Linked DNA regions of Mus musculus: regions 2, 3 and 4 are each linked to region 1. Evidence: chromatin contacts called from public HiCAR-type and promoter capture Hi-C data. All regions are on one chromosome and are shown on one strand. Each heading gives the region's core, a stretch centred on a gene start, on an enhancer-like site or on the middle of the called end of the contact. The rest is flanking DNA. Distances are from core to core; before and after follow the strand shown. Region 1 holds the start of Cnih1 (cornichon family AMPA receptor auxiliary protein 1). Region 2 overlaps Fermt2 (fermitin family member 2). Region 3 holds the start of Fermt2 (fermitin family member 2). Region 4 overlaps Ddhd1 (DDHD domain containing 1).

Region 1 (5,636 bases), core at 2,064-4,563:
AGCTTTCACTGTGCTCACTTCAAGTTCTTGATCTCAGAAGAGCACAGGTTTCTCTTACTCCCTAGGAGTGTGTAAGATACACATCTTCTAACCCTCTGTACTAAAACCCCTAACGAGAATAGGAGATAAAGATAACTGAATATTAAAATGTACATCCAAGGAGGCCAGGAAGTTGAGAGGAGGTGGCATGGGAGGAGATGGAAGAAGAAAAAGAAATGGAGGGAAATGATACAAATTTAATTACTTGGAAAACTAAAATTAAAAAAAAACATTTTTTTCCAAGCCCCCTTGCTCACGCAGAGGCTATGCCAGCCGCCAGCACTTGTCTGGTGCCCGAGAGGAGAACTGAAGCTCTGAGGGACTCCCCAGGGATTCCATCAACAGCAGAAATGGGGCCTCAAACCAGGTGTGGAGTCAGCTAGACAATTTACACCATACCTTCCCACTTGCCTGAAAATGGTCTTTTTCAGCTTACAGCTCACACCTGGAGGAGGGGAAGCAAGGAGTGCAGAAAGGCACAGGAAAGCCTCCCCGGGGACCCCAGCTCCATGTGACTTTTTTTTAATTAATCATTCATTCGTTTACATCTCAAATGATATTTATCAGTCTATTACTTCTAGGACTGCAAAAATAAAATCATCTTGAGTTTAAAAAAAAACAATAAAAAATGTAATATTCACAGCAGCAAAGATTTTATTCTGTACGTTACTATGGCTCAGGGTCTAAAATATTAATGTGCAGCACATTATTGAATGAATGGAAGCTTTTAGTAATAGAAAAAAAAAACACTAAAATTTTTTAATGTACAGAACTCAACAAAATAGATTTTTCTCGAAAACCAAAAGAGCAAACAAAAAAAAAGGATTTCCTTTGTTACCAATTTCTAACACAATAAATGTTAAAAATTATAAATGTGTAGTTTGAAGGAGATAAGCTTTGATCAATTATGAATATTAACAGTCAGGTACATCATATTGTGTGGGATACATTCCTAAGTCTACTTTAGTAACAGAAAACTCAAGAATCATAACTGCAATACTTGTATTTAGCTGGTTAAATTTGACTCAAATAAATAACATATTAGCATATAGCCATCTCTGAAGGCAGGACTTCATGTAACTCAGAATCAAATGCAGAAGGAATTCAGGATCCTGTCACTATGGCCCCAGTGCTGGGATCACATGTACACCCCATGCCCAGTTTATGCAGTTTATGCGGTGGGACTTATGCAGTACTAAGAAGTGTAGGGTTTTGTGCATGTTAGGCAGGTACTTGGCCAAGTGGGCACACCCCTAGTCAAAACTAACTTTTAAGTTGAACAGTTTCTTTCAGCTGGTACCTAGGGATCTTTTGAGTAAAAAGATTGCTGAATGGTTTTCTAATAATGCACAACAGACATATACTTAAAATAATTTTCCCCAAAGTACAGTAATTATCTGAACTAAGGAACCTCTAAATCTAAAAGCTCTCCACTAATCTGTGGCACAACTTTCTTTAATCCTATAACAGGACTTAAAATTATCTATTTCACCTTGACACATTCCTTTCTAATAAAGTAACCCATTTTAAAAAAAATTGCAGGTGTTTCTTTTTTTTTTTTTTTTCTTTTTGGTTTTTCGAGACAGGGTTTCTCTGTATAGTCCTGGCTGTCCTGGAACTCAACTTTGTAGACCAGGCTGGCCTCGAACTCAAATCCGCCTGCCTCTGCCTCCCGAGTGCTGGGATTAAAGGCCTGCGCGACCACGCCCGGCTGTTTCTTAAGCCAAACACAGAATGTGGAAAACGTGGGGAAGTGCCCAGCTCTCTTCCACTAATCTCCACCATTCCAGAGGACATTTATAAAAAGAGCAAATGACTTAAAGTTACAGATGGAAAGGAGCCAGACACTCCACTTTCATTGGAAACAACAATGGGGCCAGCTCGAAAGCTATCCATCTTCCTGTTCTTCCTCCAAAGAGCAGAAGATGCTCTTCCAATCTTAGTTAAAACTAATGAGCGTTGTGTGAAGTAGCAGTTATTTCTGACAAAGTGAACACCGGACCCCAGCATTCCCCATCCACAGGCAAATAGGCTCTAAATACAATCACACTCCTTAGCAAGAAGGACCCTTGGTATCTATCTACCTACTTCGGAGACTTCTGCAACCATTTAATCTGCTGCCATTTAATCACGCACAGGATGGTGATGAAACCTGACTTAGTATTTACACGAGGTTGAACTCGCCCCATCATTCAAATTATGCCATTATTCCAGAAAGTACTGGGAGGATAGAAACAAATGAGCTCAACTTTTGAGAATTGCTGATCTCCCAGAGAGCTCTTTCAGTGGTGCTAAGCGGTAGAGACACTCAAAAGTCTGTCTCAATAGAACTGTCACCAGGGACAGAGCACAGTAAGAATGCACGTCCACCCTGCAAGGACATATGAGGAGCCAAAAGTTTCTGAGGATTTTCAAAATCAAATTAAAACTCCCTCTACTAAATCATGCAGCCCATACCACAGAGGTGGCTTGGGAGGCTGTCTCCTGAAAAAGCTCTCGCGATCCAAAGTATGACTTCAGGGGAAAACTCGGAGATGTGGCCAACGAAGTAATCAATCCAAGCTGCCTCAAAGTTCACCAGGAACTCGTCTCTCAACCACCGTGTTCTACTAGAAAATCGCCCATCGAGTGCTGCAAAGCAGAGTTGGAAATGGAGCTAAAGTAACTTATAATATCCGATTTTGGCCGTGCTCCGAGGAAGCCTTAAAAGGAAATCGGTAATTCAAGGATAAAAATTAGGAAAACTTCACGCCGAGAGTCACCGCTCGGTGCGCACTGGGCATCCATCGAGACGGGGGACGCGGACAAGCCGTGCGCGCGGGCCCGGCGTAGACACGGAGCCGCCCGCCTGCCCGCCCCGCCCAGCCCTGCTCGCGAATAGCGGAGCGCGGCCTGGGCCCGCACGCGGCGGCGTGGACACCGGGACCCCGCACGCCATGCCCTCCGGACCCCGGCCCGGGAGCGCGCAGCGTCCACGGCCCTAGCAGCCAGGCCACGTCCTGGCGCGCGCCGGCAGCTGGGGCCCCACGCAGCCCCGGGCCGGGAGCTGCAAGAGGCTGCGCCGTCGCTCGCCCTCTTTCCCCCTGCCCCGGCTACTCACGTGCCAGATGGCGAAGAAGATGAGCGCGGCGGTGAGCAGCAGCGCCAGCATATAGCAGAAGGCCGCGAAAGTGAACGCCATGGCCGGGGAGGAGCTGCCGGGCGCGCCGGGGCCAGCGGAGAAAGGCGGCGCACGGCCCTCTGGGTAAAACCATTCACTTCCCCCGGCCTCAGCCTCCACTGCCGCCGCGGCCTCCTCCCGGCGCGCTTGCGCAGAGGGCCGCCCGCGCGAGCACCCCCTGATGGTCGGAGTTTGCGTGGCTCTTCTGTTGTCTGCACAGTTGATTTTGTCCTTCATTCTGTAGTTTACTCTTTGGATAGCCATTAAATGAATGTCTAGCTTGTTCCAGAGACTAGTCTTGTGTTTGAAATGCAAAAGTAGATTTTAAAAGTGCCTGTATTGAAAGGATTTAATCTACTTCCAGGAACGAGCGACTAAACAATGTTGTTATAACGCTGTAAACTGGTACTTGTGCATGCTATGAAAGGTCACCCGGCCCTCCTGGAAGCTAATCTGAGGCTTCTATGATAAGTGCAGGAAAAGAGAAGGGAGTGCTGGCGATACAGGAAATCGGCTCAAATGAGCAAAGGGCAGAGGTGGAAAGGGAAAAAGGAAAGGAAAACGTTGTGTCTTGGGTGCAACCAGCAATGGATCTGTTAGTGGAACTTGGGTGACAGAGGTCTAAGACCTCAAACCACAGAGTAGCAAAATACGCTCAGTTCAGGAGCTCAGGCTTACACCCAGACCCCCGGCTTTTCAAACTTTATTGCTTATCACAAGATTTCAAAGATTTTGTTTTTCTCAGTGTAACCCTGTAACATAAAGACCACAGATTAGAAAGGTAGTGGTGGTGAAAAAAAAAATCAAAAACAAAGTAAAATTTCTACAAAACAGTTTTATTTTTAATGCTGGCTGCAATCTGAGAAACCAGTTCATCATCTACTAGATGCTGATGATGGAAGAAAAACTCTTCAAGGCTTTTAAGCAAGAAAGACACGATAAATTTGTGTTGAAATGTGCTCACTGGAGCAAACGGAATAGAATGTTTTAGAGGGCTATGTCCAGCCTGTCTGAGACTTTCTGCATTGGTAGACATTTGCTCTTGTGGAATACAGCCACTGGCTACTTGTGGATACAAGGTGGCTAAGATGGCTAAGGAATTGAACTTTAAATTCTGCATCACTCTAGTGGATTAACATTTATTTTAAAGTTACATTCATTGTGTGAGCACACATCCACTGTTTGGTGGTGAGTGGAAGAAACTCTGAGGCAGTGAGGGTCTGGGAGAATGTGTGCTATTTGGCTTGGGCACTAAATCCTCAGAGTCATGGGAAAATGGCAAATGCCACTACACCCCAGGCTCAAGGAAATAGCAAAACCTTTCTCTAGTCTGTGTGGATTTCCATCTCTACCATAGCCCCACCCTATTCACTGCCTGAAGACTGCTCCCTGCAGAGACTGCACCTACTAAGATTTATTAAATCTGCCTCCTGGTTCACTGAACGCAGTAACCCCTTGTACTGGCTAGTTTTCTGTCAACTTGACACAGCTGGAGTTATCACAGAGAAAGGAGTTTCAGTTGGGGAAAATGTCTTCACGAGATATCCAGCTGTAAGGCATTTTCTCAATTAGTGATCAAGGGGGAGAGGCCCCTTGTGGGTGGGGCCATCTCTGGGCTGGTAGTCTTGGATTCTATAAGAGAGCAGGCTGAGCAAGCCAGGGGAAGTAAGCCAGTAAAGAACATCCCTCCATGGCCTCTGCATCAGCTCCTGCTTCCTGACCTGCTTGAGTTCCAGTGCTGACTTCCTTGGTGGTGAGCAACAGTATGGAAGTGTAAGCTGAATAAATCCTTCCCTCTCCAACTTGCTTCTTGGTCATGATGTTTGTGCAGGAATAGAAACCCTGACTAAGACACCCCTTCTCCCTGTTTCTGTACTCAATACACACACCAAGCTTCCAGGAAGCTGTGCTTTCTCCATCCAAAAGCCCAGCCTACCTGACCCCAACTGTCCTGTATGTGTGTCTTTCTTTTATCCGTTCACTGGACACCCCAGCCATTCCTGGAGGCCGTGCAACCATGAGGCACGGTCAGTGAACAAACCACAGGAATCAGTTCTACTATCCCAGGGACGGAACTCAGAGGTCAGGCATAGCCCAATGCCTTTGCCCACTGATCCATCTCACCAGTCCTCAGCTGAACTTCAAATGGCTACATGTTGCTAAGGTACTAGATAGTGGAGGTCTGTATCACCAATATTATATGGCATGTGGAAATCATACTTTTCTGATAGATAAGAGGGCCACTTCAGTTCTGGGGGGGATCTGATGCCCTCTTCTGGCCTCCACAGGTACTGTACACATAGTACAGGGAAGCAAAACACATAAACTCTTTTTAAAGGTAGTTCCTCAAGAGGCCCTTGGTCCCGTGAAGGCTCTATGCCCCGGTGTAGGAGAATACCAGGGCCAGGAAGCGGGAATGGGTGGGTTGGGGAGCAGG
Region 2 (5,636 bases), core at 911-3,410, 1.3 Mb before region 1:
GTCATTCTTCATTCTACTGTTCCGTGTGTTTGTTTACAAGTCTTTGCTGCTTTAGGTAGTGAGCTGTCTTTTTTTTTTTTTTTTTTTAATCATTTTTAGTTCAGTGCTAGATATTGCCCACAGGACTCTGCGGTGGGACGTGGTGCGGGAAGTGGGGAAGGCTCCTGGGTAGCTCACACTGACTAGCCTTGAACTCACTAACACAGGCTGGTCTTGAACACTTCAGATCCTGCTCCCTCCCTCCCTGGTGCCAGAATTACATACAGGTTTCCCAGCCCTTTTGACTTTTTGCCCCGAGGTCTAACTAATTTGCTCATTGTGATTCTCCTGCTTTAGCTTCTTGAGCAGATGGGATTACAGACCTGTGCCACCACAGGGCCCTGCATGCCCTAGAACCTGTTTCCTGGTGGGCACGAGGACACACTTAAGTTTCTCCACATCCACGGTGGAATTGAGAGGGCCTAAAATGCACAGGATGGCAACAACCGTTTCTGGGGACGCTATAGTTTATAATTGCACCGATAAACATCCTGTTACCCCAGTAACGCTTTACTCTGTCAGATCTTAACCATTTTACTAGTACCACAGGCAAGAGACTACTTTAAAATTGGTGGCTGGGATGTAGCTCAGCAGCAGAGCATGTGTCTAATACACGAGGACCTCTGGGTTGGTTCTGTCCTCTGCACTTCACATACAAAGCGCCCATTTTCCAGAATCCTGTGCAGATGGACAGCTTTTCACTTCAGGCTTCCTTTCCTCCCTTGTGAAATGAGTACCTTAAGGGTTTGTGCATTTCCTCTGGATTGGCCTGTGTGAGCACAGACAGGTGTGCACATCTGTTTATAGTCTCGGTTCTCTTGTCCAGCCAATTATATGATGCAAATACCTTCTCCACATTTTCTGCTCTGTTGATTGATTTGAGAAAAGGCTTGGCTTTGTATAAGCTTGGCATCTTCCGGCCTCTCCAGTCAATGCTCTCCTCTTCCAGCTTTGATTTGCTGTCCACTCAATACTTCCTGCACTGTGTTGTCTCACAGACAGTGACACGTAGGACACATAGGCCAGGATTCTTTAACTCGGATCACAGGAGCATTTTTCCAACTTCAGTCCTTGGTCCACCTGGAATTGATTTCGATGACTGCATAGCTAGACGAGGCTGTGGCCCAAGCTCTTTGGGGAACTCTTTTGTGATGATCTCAGAAACAAGTAGCTGTCCCTACACCCTTGGTTCCAGTCTCTTTTGACTGCAGTGTTTCCATCATCTCTGCCAATGTCGTGCTGTTTGTGGGATGTTTGTTTGTTTTTTGAGGCAGGCTCTCACTATGTAGCCTTGGAACTCACTATTGTCAACCAGGCTGGCCTCTGTGTGCTAGGGTCCAAGGCATGCCAGGTGTGCACCACGACCCCACACTTTCTGTGTTTGAAACTTTAAAGTTCCGATACAAGCTGGGCGGGGTTATTCTGGGATTCTCATGCTCGTGTTTTCTGCTTTGTTCACACTCCTCTCACCCACTGTCCTATTTGGCAAAGCTGATTCCCTCGGCTGCTTGTTATTTCTCAGGAGCATTTTGACTCTTCCAAGTGTTCTGAGCACTGAGTCTGTAACTAGGCAAAAAGCTGAGAGGCTGTGTAGCTACCAGTAGGATTCGGAGTCTGTGTTTTCACTCGATTTTAGAAAGCCGGACATTAGAATTCTGTGCTCAGAATGTTTTCCTATCATGCATTTGCCACATTGATTCAGACATGGCTTCAAAGTTGTTTGGCTCACTGTGCTGTTTGTAATCATAAATGTAATTAACATTGAGCCTGGTCCAGTTCCCGGGGCAGTATTGTGGATAATGCCTGAGCAGCAAAGCCACAGGAGACTATAATTAGATCTCATGAAATAATGGTCTCAAATTATTTTTAAGTGCTTGTAATTTTTAGTAATACTTAGGCCAAAGCACAAACAACAGAAGGGACACTGAACAGGGAGCGACTCTACTAAGAGGAAGGGATATTTGACATCTATATGCTTATCCTGGGAAACTTGATTTTGCTTAATTAAATGTAGTGGAGGAATGGCACAGTGGGAAATCAGGTCACTAGATAAGCCTCTGACTTCTGTTTCCTGTTCTGGGTGGCTCTGCAGTCCACTGAGAATCTCCCTGCCCTTCCCCTGATTTCCCATTTCCTGTTAGTTTTCTCTCCCACCTCCCCCATTCTTGAGCTGCCAAACCACATCAGTTTGAACAGATAAAGAAAGCCTCCGTTAATTTGCTGAACAGCTCTGAGCTCCTGGGAAGGGAAGGGGAGGGGAGGTGAGGGGAGGGGAGGGGAGGTGAGGGGAGGGGAGGGAAGGGGAGGGGAGGGGAGGGGAGGGGAGGGGAGGGGAGGGGAGGGGAGGGGAGGGGAGGGGAGGGGAGGGGAGGGGAGGGGAGGGGAGGGGAGGGCGGGCGGGCTTCCTGAATTGCTGTGTAAAGGGCCCCAGTGGTTCTTCTGCAGGGTAAAAACTGGATCCATTTCTATTATCCCAGACTTTTAGGCCTATGCCTATAGCCTCCGTGCTGCGGCTATATGGCCAGAAAGGGGCACTGGCACAGTGGCCACAGGGCATGGCAAGGATCTGAGCCGGTTCCGGACAGGCAGTTCCGATACACGCTGGCATAAAGCAAAGGCGCAGATCTGGAAGGCTGTCAGGCTAGGGATGGTCCCATGTGTCAAGTGACTTGGATACAGATATAGTACAGAGACGCTGAAAAAACTGGTTTGCTACTGTGTTCACTACTGCTAGTGTTGACTTTAAAATACAGAGCATTGGTGTCTTTCAGCTAAGGGCCAAGAACCCAGGCTGGCCTCATTCTTCTTTATCACTACTGATTTCAAAACCTTTTAATAAGGCACAAATCGCAACTAGACAACACAGAACAGAACAGTCTGCCCTGTCTTTGCCGCTTGAATGTATGACATTGGAGAGATAAGAATGGAAAATGTTGTACCGGGCGTGGTGGCGAACGCCTTTAATCCCAGCACTTGGGAGGCAGAGGCAGAGGCAGGCGGATTTCTGAGTTCGAGGCCAGCCTGGTCTACAAAGTGGGTTCCAGGACAGCCAGGGCTACACAGAGAAACCATGTCTCGAAAAAACCAAAACCAAAAAAACCAAAAACCAAAAGAATGGAAAATATCTCTCAAGGTTACAAAGAAAACTAGTTTATGTGGAGTTGGCAATACTACACCAGAAGCTTCTAACAGGCCACTAGCCTGCTGCCTGAGAAGAACAACATTTGGATGGAGTTTGGTTAATATCCTGTTCCCATGCCCTTGTGAACAATCACAGGGAACAGAAACTCGAATGCAGGTTCTGGGAGTCCTAGACAGTGTTCTTGCAAAACGCTTTCTTGATAGAGGCTGCTGGCGACAGGTGTGAGGGTTACCAAGGCTTGCTTCCCATATGACTGGACAGAGGTGCGAAGCCAGGTCACAGTCTAGCTTTGCCTTGGTTCCCATTAAATGCAGCCATCTGTTCAGAGAAGGCAGAGTCTGCTTGGCTGCAAGGAAACTTAGAAGTATTTATGGAAGAACAGCTATAAACTAAAATTTCTAAAGGGAGACATAGATTTGGACAGAGGACAGGGTATAGGGCTAGTAAATAATATGGCAATGGGATGAATGGCTAGACCAGCAGTTCTCAACCTGTGGGTCCTGACCCCCCTCTCACAGGGGATGCCTAAGACTACGGGAAAATACAGATGTTTATATTATTATTCATAGCAGTAGAACACTACAGTTATGAAGCAGCAAAGAAAATAATTTTATGGTTGGGGATAACATGAGGAACTGTATTGCAGCATTAGGAAGGTTGAGAACCACTGGCCTAGAGAATGTGGCTGTCCAGACTGCTTAAGGACAAATGGGCCCCAGGGAGATGCCCCAGCTCAGAGGACCTGGAGCCTGAGCTTCTGTAGCACAGGGCACAGTCATCAGAGCTTTAGGTAACCAGGGCAGTGCTACACCAGGGCTCAGCAGGCAGGGCAAGCAGTGGTGGTGGGAGACAGAAGAGGTGAGCAGAGCTGGGTTTTTAGAAGCTGTCTTGGCCTCACAGGCACGGGACTGACAGAGGTGGCAGCCAGGCCCATGATGAAAGTCTGGAGTCTAACTGAATAACCACAAAGGTCTCTCAATGCCGGAGAAAGGATGTCTCCTAGAGAGAGAGAGCTCTTCATCTGGGACATGGCCTAGCACTGGCGGGCTGTTCTAATAACACACAGTGTTGGGAGAGTTGAGAGAGATCAGAAGTACAAAAGAAAACATTAAATAAAAGGTTTTACTTTTATTTAAAATAAAATGCATTTATACAGTCTTTAATTCATGGATTATTGGACAATACTGGTAAGTCCACCCCTCCCTGGCGCCCTTCTGGGCTCGTGAGCTAGGAATTGTCTAACTAGCACCAACGCAGATGTAATAGCGCAACAGACTAGAACACAGCCGGTCCAGGCTGTAGTTAAGGGCATCACGGCAAGTCACGAGCATCATGAAGTCATTCGTAATTTAGCAGATACTGAAACTGCAAATTAATTATATATTTTAAAAGCACTTAATTAATGTAAGGATGCTACATTTAAGCCATTTCCTAGTTGTGAATAGTTTTTTTTAAAAAAAACTGTACAATTTTATAAAATTTGTGTTTGTACATTAGTTACACAAAATGAATACTTCATAGATCTTTACTTCATATTGTAACACAAAGGCTGCATATCTTAGGCAGATAGTGAGTATGCTGGTGAATACTAAGAGTACTGTAATACAGTTTGGTGTAAAACTAAACACAAAACAATGTACAGCATGCTTACTCAAAGACAAAACCCACCCAATAACAACAGGTTAGCAGTGTTTCCTTCAAGGTCAACAGCATCAACAAATACCAAGCATCCACTGTAGACCGACTTTATACTGGGAGAGGGGATTAACTGGGTACCAGGAGCAGGGTACTTTAAAAGAAGGCATCAATTAAACACAAACACATGCATTACACATGATAAATAGACTTCATATAGGTTATATGTATGCCCTGGGTGGCTTGGTAGATGGCTTGTTTCTTAGTTTGGTTACTGTCAGTCAGTGACAGCTTTCCGTGGCCCTAAGGACTGTTGGGAATTCCACAGTCCACATACGGCATATCAAGGTAGGCAGCAGATTAACAATCGTGCTTGTTAGTGCACATATGTACTGGTCTGGTAAGGCAAAAAGGTATCATGATAAAATAATAAAGTTCAAGCTTACTTTATTAAGCAGCATATAAGAAACAATAGCTTTAAAGTTAAATATTGTTATGGCTGTGGAGTTTTATTACAAGTTTTCCTATTCACACCCAACCACTGGTGAGTTTGTAGAACATCTCCTCATCTAAACTTTCATTTTGGTCTTTCGCACGAGTTGAGAGAAATATGTAACCACCAATGAATTCGTGGACCACCTTGCAGTCTACTTCGGTACAGATGAAGGACAACCGGACCTCATCTGCAAACTCTACAGTGACCTGGAGCAAAGACAAAGAACTGTCAGTTCCCCGGAAGCTTCCGGACTTTAAGTTATGGTACTCCACCCCGCAGGGACGTGGGAACAGCCATCATGTCAGTGATGTCATAGGTCTAAAC
Region 3 (5,636 bases), core at 1,152-3,651, 1.3 Mb before region 1:
GTTTTGTTTTGTTTTGTTTTGTTTTGTTTTTTAGAATCCCAACTTGTCTAAGTCACCCTTGACAGATCTTTTATTGCACTGCTTAAAAAAAAAAATTACTCTGAAGAGCTGGCCATGAGGAAGACACCCGTTTAATCCCAGAACTCAAGAGACAGAGCAGGCAGATCTCTGTGAGTCTGGTCTACATAGCAAGTTCAAGGCCAGCCAGAGCTACAGAGTGAGACTCTTGCTTGAGATAACAAAACCAAAAACTAACTAAAATAAGGAAAAGCTATAATGTATTAATAAGGTCCACTTATCACGCATAAGACAATCTGATACAAATGACTGTTTCCTTGTCAAACAGGAACCATATGGGATAGTTTTCATCCTCAAGTGGAACTGTTCAAAAAAGGTTGGTAAATATTTTGCAAACAGTGATTTACTTGACTCAAAAAACAAACAAACAAACAAAAAACCAAACGTAAACTGACAGTTACTTGATTAAAGCAGCAAAACTGAATTCTTAAAGGGCCCCTTGGGGGCTCGTTCTTGGGCTATCTCTGGGAGTCAATCAATGGACAGTACTAAGAAGGGCCCCCTGCAATTAACTCCTCTTTAGTCCTCCAACAATAAAGTTCCCTCCAGGGGCATAAAGCAGAGTCACCTAATAAATGAATTCAGTCTAATTCCCAAATTATATCAAACTTCTATTTCATTTACGTTATATGGTAAATATGCAGTTCCCCCTCCCCTTTGGTAAGAAATACTTTTTCTGAGAAACGAATATTCATTACTTTTCCAGGATGGCCTGAGACATGAATGCTGATTAAAACCAACTAACCCTGCCACAAAAGACATCCCCACACAAAACACCTTATCACTTCATTATACAAAGCAGCAAGCATTTTACAGGCCAGAAAGCTGCTGCTCTGATAAACGCTCTCCGGATAAAATCACCCATCTTATCTAGTCTGGTCAATCTGCCAGGTGAAAAATGGTTTGCCTTATCACAAAATGTGGAGTGCAGTTTTCTCGAATATCCTGGGTGATAGCCCTTCCTTACAATCAAGTCCGAATCAATGCAGTATCTATGTGCACTCAAATACTGTCATCTTCAACTCAGTTTAGTGTCTGCTTTAAAAAAACAAAACACACACACACACACACAAAAAAAAAACAAAAAATAAAAAATAAGTTCTTTCGTTGGCTTCTTAATGCTCCTGATAGCTTACTTCCAACTCAGAATACAGATACCAAGTTTGTCAAGCACTGCCCCACCCCTCGCAAGAGCGGACGAGTGGAACATTTCAGGGCACTCCATCACGTAGTACAGCTACTGAAACTTCATACCGACCAACACCAGTGCACATTCTCCAGACCGGGCTGACTGTACACTCTCCCCAATAAACACCACCATCAACATCCAGGTTCCATGAGGATAAGAGGTGGGAACACCTACAGACCCGTAATACCACATTCACAACTTTCACCTGCATACTCTCTCTCCTCGTTACTTTCAACAAGTCGTCCCGGGAATCCGCAGTTAAGCATTTGGTAGGTTCGAATCACTCACTACCTTATGTAAAAATCAAAATAACAAGCAGGACGCAGAGGGGAGCACGTCTATGCGCCCTAACGTTAACAAATTTCGCATTTTAAGCGCAGCACACGCCAGGAGCTAGGATCTCCCAATTCTACCCCTCCCCCCGCCGTCTTCCCTCCCCACCCCCTCCTCTCATTCTGGGAAGTCTTTATTGGAGGCATCGGGGTGCTACTCACCGAGTTTTTCCACCAACTTCAGCATCACCCCTCCGATGTGCACCTCCCCGGTCACTCTCAGAGTGACATCACGGTTCAGGTCCGTGACATGGACGCTCAGTTCCCACGTCCCGTCCGCGTAGCAGCCATCTGGCATCCTTATCCCGTCCAGAGCCATGGCTCCCTTCCTGCGAGCGCGGAGGAAATGGCTCTCGTCAGCGTCACTCCCCCAAAGGAAGACAAACCCCACCGAGTCCGCGGCGCCGGCCGCTGCGAGGGAGAAGGCGGAGGAGCTGCGGCTACGCGCGCACAACCAAGGGCGCGAGCGCGGGCGACTCGGCACCCAGACCGTGGCCTCCGCCCGCCGCGCCCGCCTAGCGGACTTGGGCGCCTTCACCTGCCGCCGCCGCCGCTGCGCCCGGACCGCCCCGCGCCTCCCCACCCGGCCGGGGAGACCGCGCCGCGCCGGCGCGCGCTCCGCTCCTCCCGCGGCGTCCTCCCCGCGCCCCGTCCTCCGCTGCGCCCCTCACCGCGCTCCTCCCGCCGGGCTCCCGAGGCAACAGGCGAGGCTGGCGGCACCCGCGTCGCTGCTCGGGAGGAAAGCGAAGCCTCGCGCCGCTGCTAATGGAGTCCCGGCACCGCGGCCCCCGCCCCACCCCCTCTCCCCGCCCCGGCCCCCGCCCCGCAGCACCGCCCGCAGCCGGCCTCCGCCCCCTCCTCTCTGGCTCTTCTCTGACCGCGCTCCCGCGGGGGAGAGGAGGCGGCGCGCGCTCTGGTGGGGCCGGGGCGGTGCGCGCCTCGGGGGAGCGCTGCGGGGGGAGGCGGCGGCCGCAATCTCGGCCCTGCGGAGCGCTGCCCTTTTATGGAAATGAAGGACCAGGCGCAGGGATGGAATCCAACATCCGGGCTCTCGGCTGCGGAGCTGGGGTGGGGGGCGGGGGCTCGCGGGGCTGAGGCGGCGCCTGCAGCGGGGTCCCCGGGGTTCATGCGTGAGAAGCTGCCTCGGGAAGTTCCCAGGCCCCGGGACGTGTGCGGGGAACCCGGGCGCGAAGGCACCGCGCCGGGGAGCTAGGAAGAGAAGTTGGGATGCAGAAACTTTACGATGTCTGCCTTGAACATCCCACAAAAGTAGGAGAAAGGACACAGAGGGGCGGTGAGCCACAAAAGTTGCCTGGCAAGCAGGGTTCCGCACCAATCTGCGGCTCCTGCTGGACTCATGAGAGTCGGCGAGCATTATTAACCCCTGGAACCCAAGTGCCTGCCAGACGCAAAAGCTTGGCTCATGCGCTCCGGCTGGAAAAGGGGGACCTCCCCACCCCACCCCAGGAGGGCAGTGGTTTCCCCGAGACCCCTTCTCCACCCACGCCAACTGTTGGCGCGTACTTGGGACTTTTCCTCCGCAACTTAGAGGACTCAGTATTTTGAATGCACGCACATTCTCTTCCTTACCCTCCCACACACTTCCAAGACATTTAAGTAGTTTTGAACTGATGTTGAGCTGTTAAAGACTTTGACTAGTGACGAAGAAAGGTCCCCGAAGGCCCACTTCCACGTTCCCATTAACTATTACACTCTGTTGAAGGGAACTGTTCAGAATCAGCAAGCCAGGGGTTGCCTCTTCTAGCAATTTATTTAAGTCCAGGAGAGTCCGATAAGATACTGTAAAGGATCTTGGTTTTTAAAAAGTGTCTTGGACTTCGTGAACTGCCCTAGACACTTCAAAGGGGAGCCTACCGCGCAAATAACCCTTTGTTCATCAACACAACAGCAAAAGAAAAAAGCACAGCCTGCAGAAAGGGGTGGACACCCGTAAGGGAGTGAAAGCAGGAAAACTCGAGTCAAATGCCAGAGGTTTGGGAGTGGAAAAAAAAAAAAAAGGGAAACCACTCTGCTAACACTAGCCAGTCATCATGGAGAAACTGATGCACTTCTCCAAGCTTGCCTCTCTCCAGTTATTTCTACTCTGAGACGTTGTGGGTGGTTTACTTAGAAGCAATGTTGTTCAGGGTGGAAACAGTGTTGATGAAATTATGTTGTTGGAAAATACATAGGAGAATATTTTTAATAATGTAGAGAATTAGTTGCTTGGGTTAAAAAAAATCTGTACAGACCAGGCATAGTGGAGCATGTCTTTAATCCTAGCGCCCAGGAGGCAGAGGCAGGCAGGTCTTTCTGAGTTCAAGGCCAGCCTGTCCTACCTAGTTAGTTCCACGACAGCCTGGGCTATTAGAGAGACTCTGTCTCAAAAAGGCAAGCAAACAAAAATCTGTAGAAAACTGTACGTGCCTCTGTAAAATCAAGAACGCACTCATAGCCGGGCGTGGTGGCACCCGCCTTTAATCCCAGCACTCAGTAGGCAGAGGCAGGCGGATTTCAGAGTTCGAGGCCAGCCTGGTCTACAAAGTGAGTTCCAGGACAGCCAGGGCTATATAGAGAAACCCTGTCTTGAAAAAGAAAAAAAAAAAAAATTAAGAAAGAAAGAAAGAAAGAAAGAACACACCCATTTTTAAATATTTAGATTGAAAAAAGACTAGAAGGAAATTCCCCAAATGTTAGTTATTGGGTGATGTGGTCAAGAGAGGTTTTCTTTTGATTGGTTGGTTTTAGTCTTTCTTTTTCTAACTAACTCAAACCTGCCACATCCTGGACTTTTCTGGCACCACTAAGAATTGCATTCCCTGCCATAATCCGTCTCTGTGCGGTGGACAGACTGGCCACAGCAGCTACCAGATTCGTGAGCTGGATTGTCACTTTTTTCCCGTGTGTGTGTGTGTGTGTGTGTGTGTGTTAGCATCCCCAAAGTTAACTATACATTTATGTTATGTATACATTTACAAATAGGTTGGTACAAAAGCTATAGAAAATATACTGGTACCAATTAAAAACAAATATCAAAGAATCAGGGGTCTATCCCAATGGAGAAATCTCTTTATTAAAGAGATTTCATGAAAATTTACACGTCTGTTATTCACCTCATCTGTTTTTTCCCTCACCTTATCTCCAAAAGATCTGTGGCAATATAAAAGGAGGCATAAGCTAGGAGGTAGCAGGCGTTAAAAGTGGCTCAAAACAAGAAAACGATGTGTATGTGTTTGAGTCTTAGAAGGGTGGGGTAAATACTTGAAATGAAATGAGGAATGAGGCCCAGACTTATTCCTAATGACCTGCGCATGTGTTCCAGTAAGCCCAGAGTTTCTCTAACATGCCTTAGCACCAAAAATATCCGTTCTGAATATTCCTTTTCCTCAGACAAACTTGTTGAAGCCAAGTGTGGTGGTTCATAGCCTCTTAAGCCCCAGCTTCCACATTCTAGCTATTTCCAAGTGAGCTACTTTCTGAACAACCACTATAGCGTCTGCCACTCGGGCAACCGTGTTTCTTTAATCTACTTCAGTAAATGTTCCCTACAATTATTGGTGGGAGGGGTTTTAATATTGTAAATAACTGCCCTACTTAAATTATAGTTTTGCAAGGGACTTTATGCTGCCTTAAAAAGCCAGTAGGATGTTTGAGTGGTATTGAGCACCGGGAGGCAGAGACCCTTGGTTAAATACCTTTGGAAGAATAATTAGGGTGGGTGCAGCCTGTTCTTTCAGGCCTTGGCTTTGAGTATTTCAAGCTGTTGCTGCTTTGAAGATTAAAGAGGAGCCAAAACTCAAACCTTTGAAACCAGGATATTTTCCTCCTTCTAGTTCATCAAGTGAGATCTTCAAGTGCATTTGTTAAATATTTGCTTCTACCTAATATTTTCTAATGTATTTAAATGCAGGCTCTTATCTGAACCCCCGCTAGAACCTCTAAGACAACTCAATACTTGTGGGACTTACATCATGCCGAAAAGGAGCCGAGAACTCCAGTGTTTGGAAGAACAGCTCAGGCTTTGAAAGCAATATCCA
Region 4 (5,636 bases), core at 1,519-4,018, 1.2 Mb before region 1:
CACAGATGCACGCGTATGCTCAGGCCGCACCGCAGCTCTGGGAGGCAGTCCTTCAGGGCTGTCTCTTGGTTGGACAGTGTATCTCATTGGCTGGGCCAGCCTGGCCAGAGCGGTGCAGGGATTCAGTCCCACGTCTCCACCCCAATGACATTACAGCTGTGTACTGCAGTGCCCAGCTTTTTAAAAAGTAAGCTTTGAGGTTTGAACTCAGGCTCTCTCATAAACATTTTACTGGCTAAGCTGTTTCTCTAGCTTAACACGAGTTATTTTAGTGGAATTGTTTGTCTATGACTACCAGTTGGAGAGATCCTTACATAAGATAAGTTCTTGAGGGGAACTCACTGAGATTGGCTACTATAAACTCTGCTCTGGAGGCACAAAAGGAGCCAGCTTGTTATCCTCAACCACTGTTTCGGAACTATACAAAGCAATCTTTTTTGATAACTGAAAAAGATGCACAAAAATTTAAAGGTGGGTAAAATTACAAAGAAAACCCTGAACACATTTTTTAACACCAAAGATAGAATTCACTATTAATAAGAAAAACACGAAAGAGGAAATATAGAAAATTTAGAAGAAATAAGAAGTTAGTAGGAAAAGTAATTATTAAGATTAGTCCTTGGTGATAGATTCAGGATATGTTGGAAATGAAGACTGGGAATAGCTTTGCACCAGTATCACTACATTTAAAAATATCCCCCCCCCCGCCCTCATCACCCCATGAAGGACATTGAGCATTGTGTAGAATGAGCTGTCAGCTAGGGCAGACCCCAGTCCAGGTGCTGATGTTAGACATCACCAGTACAAGTGATGCGGTTCTCTGTGGCAGGGAACTGTATGCTAAGCACAGACGTGGAAAGAACAGTGGGCCTGAGGCCTGAGGACAATATAGAAGACAGACACAGGCCTAATGCCCTCTCTTCTCTCAAGTCCCTCTTTGGTAGGAGTCTATTTTTTAGCATCTGAAGTGGGCATGAACTCTACCATTGAAGACAAGAACACACACATAGTCTGCTGTGGTAGCACTGAAGCAGCTCGCAGAGAGCTGATCCCATTTCTCACTGAGCAGACCTCTAAGGAGAGCATTTCAGGGTGCTGAGTGCCACTCCTGACATATACCATACCGAGGCTATCATCTTTACTCTGCATTACATTTTCCGGAAAAAGAAGTTGTGGGAGATAAAAGAACGATTCTTGAAGTCTGAAATCTGTGAAGAAAAACAAACAATACGCGGTGTAAAGGCAAGGCTGATAGTTACAAATGGCCTTCAGTGTTGCAGTGGCCAATCGTTAAGAACCACATTCCAAATAGGCTGATTAAGCCTAGCCCACAAGGAGCGCACCTCTAGGCTTCTGTCAAGAGCTCCTTCATGGAAAATATGGACACAGTTCAATTCTCAAGTGTAATGTCAGAATCTGTTAATAAGCTCAGATACTCCTCAAACTCAGTGCTAATTCACGTTGTAACCTACAGGGCAAAAACCAAACCAAACAAAAACAACCAACCAACCCTCCCCTAAACAAACTAAAAAAAAATCCGGCAGGAGCACAAGAAATGAAACCATAAAATGCTTTAAGATAAGCCTTGTCTTTTCAGAAGAAATTAAGGATAGCTGTGCAAGATGTGTCAAGTCGATGAAAATAAAGGACACCTGACAGGACTTACTCTTCACAGAGAAAACAGGATTGATCATGGATTCAGTCTGTATCCTCTTTACCCTCAGACAATGAGACTCAAAGACAGTGGCGTCAGATGAAGGCTATCCAGAAAGCTGAGGCACTCAGTGTGAGGAGGGGAGGAGGAAGGAGGCCCAAGAACCTCATCACAACAGCCAGGGTCCACAGAGATTTAAGGAAGAGAGAGTTTCAGGATTGCAAGTCAGCAATTATGGCATAAAAGTCAGGATTACACAGAAGGAACTCTACTGAGGCAAGTCTAAGAATCAGGAACCCAGACCCAGAGTGACTGAAGACAGACGCGCACTGTCAGGGCCTGACTCTAACATTAGTCTATCTCTTTAGAGCTGACTATATGAAACAGACTCATAGATATCTCAGATGTTGTCGAGACTACAGGTGAAATCTAACAAGAAGACTGGCAGAGCATTTACATGCAAGTATGACACAGCACGGCTGGGGTGTAGCCCAGCAGGACCGCAGGCTGCATGCACAGCACACACTGGGTCTGGGTCTGAGGGGACATGTGTGGTGAGTTCTGTTCAGCTGAGCTCCCACTGCGGAGGGAGGGAGGGAGAGAGGGAGGGATCTTTACATTTGTAGCAGCATACAGAACGGACCGGGGTTTTCTTTGCTCAGACACTGTATGTGTTCACTCCTGCTGGGGTCTCAACTGTTCCCGGGAGTGTCTGTCCCCAGTGTGCACCCTCCCATTCACCAGCATCACTGCCATGCACTGACAAGACCATGAAGAACTGTAAATTCTTAGTGCCACCTTACAAAATTCCTCCAAAATAACTGTTTTCAGAAGTTAACTATTTTGATTTCTGCATGCCACTAAAGTTTATACATTTATAATCATGTTTCTAACTAAAAAATAAAAAAAAAACAGTGTAAGAACTCAGAAGAAAAATGAGCTTTATACAAATATCAACATCTAAAAAGAATTGTTTACACATGGCCCTAATGACTTGCAAACACATTTTTTAGCACTGGAAAGGACTGACAGATGCTGTTGGCCCACATAAGAACGCCTAGCCCTGCTGCCTAGTTACCCTGGAGTGGACTATGTGTGTGGAGGAGTGGGGCAGCCTCTTGGATGCCACCCAGACCGGTTCTGGTTGATGGCTGTTTCAGAATTCAGGGTGGCAGACACAGTAAGAACACGGTGCTCCTGGTAGCTGCGGTGGAGTCTGTTAAAAGGACTGGAGAAGTCCATTCCCGCTTGCTAGCTACAGAAAGGAAGCGGCTGCTTCAGAGTCTGTCTCTCCTTATCATCGACGGGAAGACACAAAGTGTCTGTGCTATTACCTGGCACTTTAAGTTCACCGACAGACCAGTGCTTTACAGTTATGCCAGATTAAAAAGTCTTAAGTCTACTGGGAAACAAGAGATCTACCTTAATGCTTCATGCACCTACTCACAGGTCTCCCTACTGTCTACTGGTAACAGGGCAGGGACAGAAGACACACAGTGGGGCCCAAGAGAATGCCTCAGCCTTGGAGGGCTCAGAAAGCTGCATAGGAGTGTGTGGTTAGCTGCAGGACAGAGCAGTGTGTCAGACAGAGGACACATCTAGAGTGACTGGAAACTTAAACCTTGGTGAGCGTATTAATAAAAATGTACTTTGTACAAGCTAGGGTTGCCTACCCCAGAGACTTGTCTTGTACTTGATAATTTAGACTCTCGTGCCAGAGAGTCCTGGTTATAATCTAGCAACTTGTCAACGCAGATACTAAAACTACACTTGCCTAGAAAATATTCTTAAAACTCACATTACCTTTCCTTTCAACGACTTCAGACTTGAGTGGGACCACTACTGGCCCTGCTCGCCCAGCCCTCCCCGCCCACCCATCAAAAGCTACAGAGACAAAGGCACAAAAGCTCAAGGATAGAACTGTAGGACTGACATGCGGAGTCGAGGAAGCCGGAGCCACTGTGCGGCAGGGTCTGCGTTGCCACGGTGGTGGTAGAGGGTGAAGCTGAAGGCTTCTTATCATCTTCCAGTGAGTCTTTAGATGGCTCAGACGGCTGTGATGCTGAAGAACGTCCAAATCTTGAGAACAACATTCCTCCAAGGCCCTTTCCAATGCTAGCAGCCCCTGCATGTCACAGAATAAGGCAATCACTCCACTGACTCCGCTCACAGCACCCTGGGGAGCAGCACCCGCAATCACAGCCGACTGACTGAGGGACTTTCTCAGGGTGGGGACCTAAAAATATTCCAATTTCTACTGTAGGTTTCTAAATAAGAATGATGTTTAAAAGAAGGAAAATATAAATTCTAGGAATACAGATACAGGAACATATAGCCAAAGCAACCCAGGTGTTATTTTATTCAAATATTCATTGTTACAGAGGTTTATGGCAAGATTAAAACTTCTAACAAGAGACCCATGCGGTTGACATGGGGCATCTACCTATTAATAGGAATATGTCTTACTAAATGTATGCTATACAATGCCATTAGTAACCTTTACGCATGATGTCAAATAGCAAGTAAGTTTGGTAGCTAAGGCCTACTTAGAGTGCCATCTTGTGGCACTTAGATAAAGGACACTCACTCAGAAACAAAGGACACATTCAAGTGCTATGCAATTGAAATACCCAATTTCTATGCTGGCACAGGAAGTTACTCAAGGAGAGATGAAATATCCCTCTTGCCTTAGGAAGCGAAAGGACTAAACAATTTCACTTTGAGAGGACATCAGAGACCTTGATGCCCCCAGAATGCACAAGAGCAATAAAAACAACAGCATTTTAAAGGCTCCCTCAGCAAGTCACAGAGCCAAGATTATAAGGAGCAGCAGAAAGCCCCGTCCTTTCTTCAATCTAGTCAGAGGATGTCAGAGCATCTGCTTCAGTCAGCAAAGACGCTAATTCAGGAGATGGACAGGTGGAAGATTTCTAACAGTGCATTTCCAACCAACTTAATACTTACACATAAAGTACTTACATTCATAGGTAAGAAATGAGAGAATTACCCAATATGCTTGCTTTGCCAATGTTAGTTATAGATTCTCCATAGTGGCGCCGAGATAAGACGGGGGAGGTCACAGGGCTTGGGATAGCTGCTATGTTCTCACTGTCTGAAACTGAGGTAGGTTCTTTTGCTGGGTTGAGAAAATTTGGCTTCATATGCTCATAAGGTAGAGGGTTTGAAGTGTTGTACCAGTGGATCTGGACTGGAGAAATGTTGCTGTAGTGTTTCAAAATCAACGGTTCTAATCTGTAGGCCTAGATTTTTAAGAATGCAAAGAAACATGACCTTAATTCACAATTCCTGGATTTTAGTAAAATGTTTATTCTAAAGTGAGAAAGAATTTTTAAAAAATGGTTATCTGAAAAACATTTTTCACTGTTACTATGTGAGGTTGTGTAATTACACGTCCCTAATAGTGAGATTATTAAAAACCCAAAAGAACAGTAATAAAAAAAATGAGTTATCTTTGTCTATTAATTTGTTTTCATAGAAAGACGGTTTCACTGTATTCTGATCAAACAAGAATGAGTCTTGTTGGGCTGGTGAGATAGCTCAGCGGGTAAGAGCACACTCACTGCTCTTCTGAAAGTCCTGAGTTCAAATCCCAGCAACCACATGGTGACTCACAACCACCCGTAATGAGATCTGACGCCTTCCTCTTGAGCATCTGAAGACAGCTACAGTGTATTTATTTATAATAATAAATAAATCTTTAGACAGGAGTGAGCAAAGGTCCTGAATTCAATTCCCAACAACCACAAGAAGGGTCACAACCATCTGTACAGCTACATAAAAATAAATAAGTAAATCTTAAAAAAAAGAAAAGAATGAGTCTTGTTATAAGGTCAGACTCACAAAGCTGAAGTGGAGGACAGCCCAGACCTTAGTAAATAAGGTCAAACACGTGACTCCAATAAGAGCCTAACTTGAAAGCCAAGGAAAGGTTGCTGTCCAGCAAGTCGCTCGTTAGTGTGGT

The links. Promoter capture Hi-C pulls out the DNA fragments that hold promoters and counts their contacts. HiCAR-type assays count read pairs that join an accessible place to other places.
Region 2: a contact with region 1 is called in a HiCAR-type map of fibro-adipogenic progenitors, with 8 times the contacts expected there. The contact joins the enhancer-like site here to the promoter of Cnih1 in region 1. A contact is called at or near these places in 5 of 39 promoter capture datasets (the 3T3-L1 cell line, 3T3-L1-derived adipocytes, liver and 1 more) and 1 of 115 datasets of contacts at active chromatin or transcription factors (fibro-adipogenic progenitors).
Region 3: a promoter capture Hi-C map of hippocampal neurons shows a contact between it and region 1, with 6 times the contacts expected there. The contact joins the promoter of Fermt2 here to the promoter of Cnih1 in region 1. A contact is called at or near these places in 8 of 39 promoter capture datasets (the 3T3-L1 cell line, 3T3-L1-derived adipocytes, cranial neural crest and 5 more) and 3 of 115 datasets of contacts at active chromatin or transcription factors (astrocytes, embryonic stem cells and pancreatic cancer cells).
Region 4: a contact with region 1 is called in a HiCAR-type map of astrocytes, with 4 times the contacts expected there. The contact joins the enhancer-like site here to the promoter of Cnih1 in region 1. A contact is called at or near these places in 5 of 39 promoter capture datasets (cranial neural crest, embryonic stem cells, hippocampal neurons and 2 more), 1 of 115 datasets of contacts at active chromatin or transcription factors (astrocytes) and 1 of 9 other capture datasets (embryonic stem cells).

The regions. Positions count from the first base shown.
Region 1 is chr14:46,785,044-46,790,679 of GRCm38.p6, forward strand. Cnih1 (cornichon family AMPA receptor auxiliary protein 1) reads right to left here and starts at 3,314. Exons shown (of 5, transcript NM_009919.2): 1 at 3,140-3,314. The coding sequence starts at 3,220.
Region 2 is chr14:45,454,506-45,460,141 of GRCm38.p6, forward strand. Fermt2 (fermitin family member 2) reads right to left here. Exons shown (of 15, transcript NM_146054.3): 15 at 4,287-5,518. The coding sequence ends at 5,345. Among named protein-coding and RNA genes, the nearest start is that of Gm34250, 10 kb to the left of the region's middle. Within about 2 kb of position 2,161, at least 51 of the 459 cell types and tissues checked have an H3K27ac peak or open chromatin away from gene starts, as enhancers often do. A contact at or near this core is called in 3T3-L1-derived adipocytes and fibro-adipogenic progenitors, where this site is marked.
Region 3 is chr14:45,527,664-45,533,299 of GRCm38.p6, forward strand. Fermt2 (fermitin family member 2) reads right to left here and starts at 2,402. Exons shown (of 15, transcript NM_146054.3): 1 at 2,271-2,402; 2 at 1,762-1,928. The coding sequence starts at 1,918. It overlaps Gm46452 (a long non-coding RNA gene), which reads left to right and starts at 2,559. Exons shown (of 3, transcript XR_001781252.2): 1 at 2,559-2,893; 2 at 5,510-5,636.
Region 4 is chr14:45,597,978-45,603,613 of GRCm38.p6, forward strand. Ddhd1 (DDHD domain containing 1) reads right to left here. Exons shown (of 14, transcript NM_001042719.2): 11 at 4,662-4,914; 12 at 3,588-3,779; 13 at 1,125-1,208. Among named protein-coding and RNA genes, the nearest start is that of Gm41145, 19 kb to the left of the region's middle. Within about 2 kb of position 2,769, at least 33 of the 459 cell types and tissues checked have an H3K27ac peak or open chromatin away from gene starts, as enhancers often do. A contact at or near this core is called in astrocytes, where this site is marked.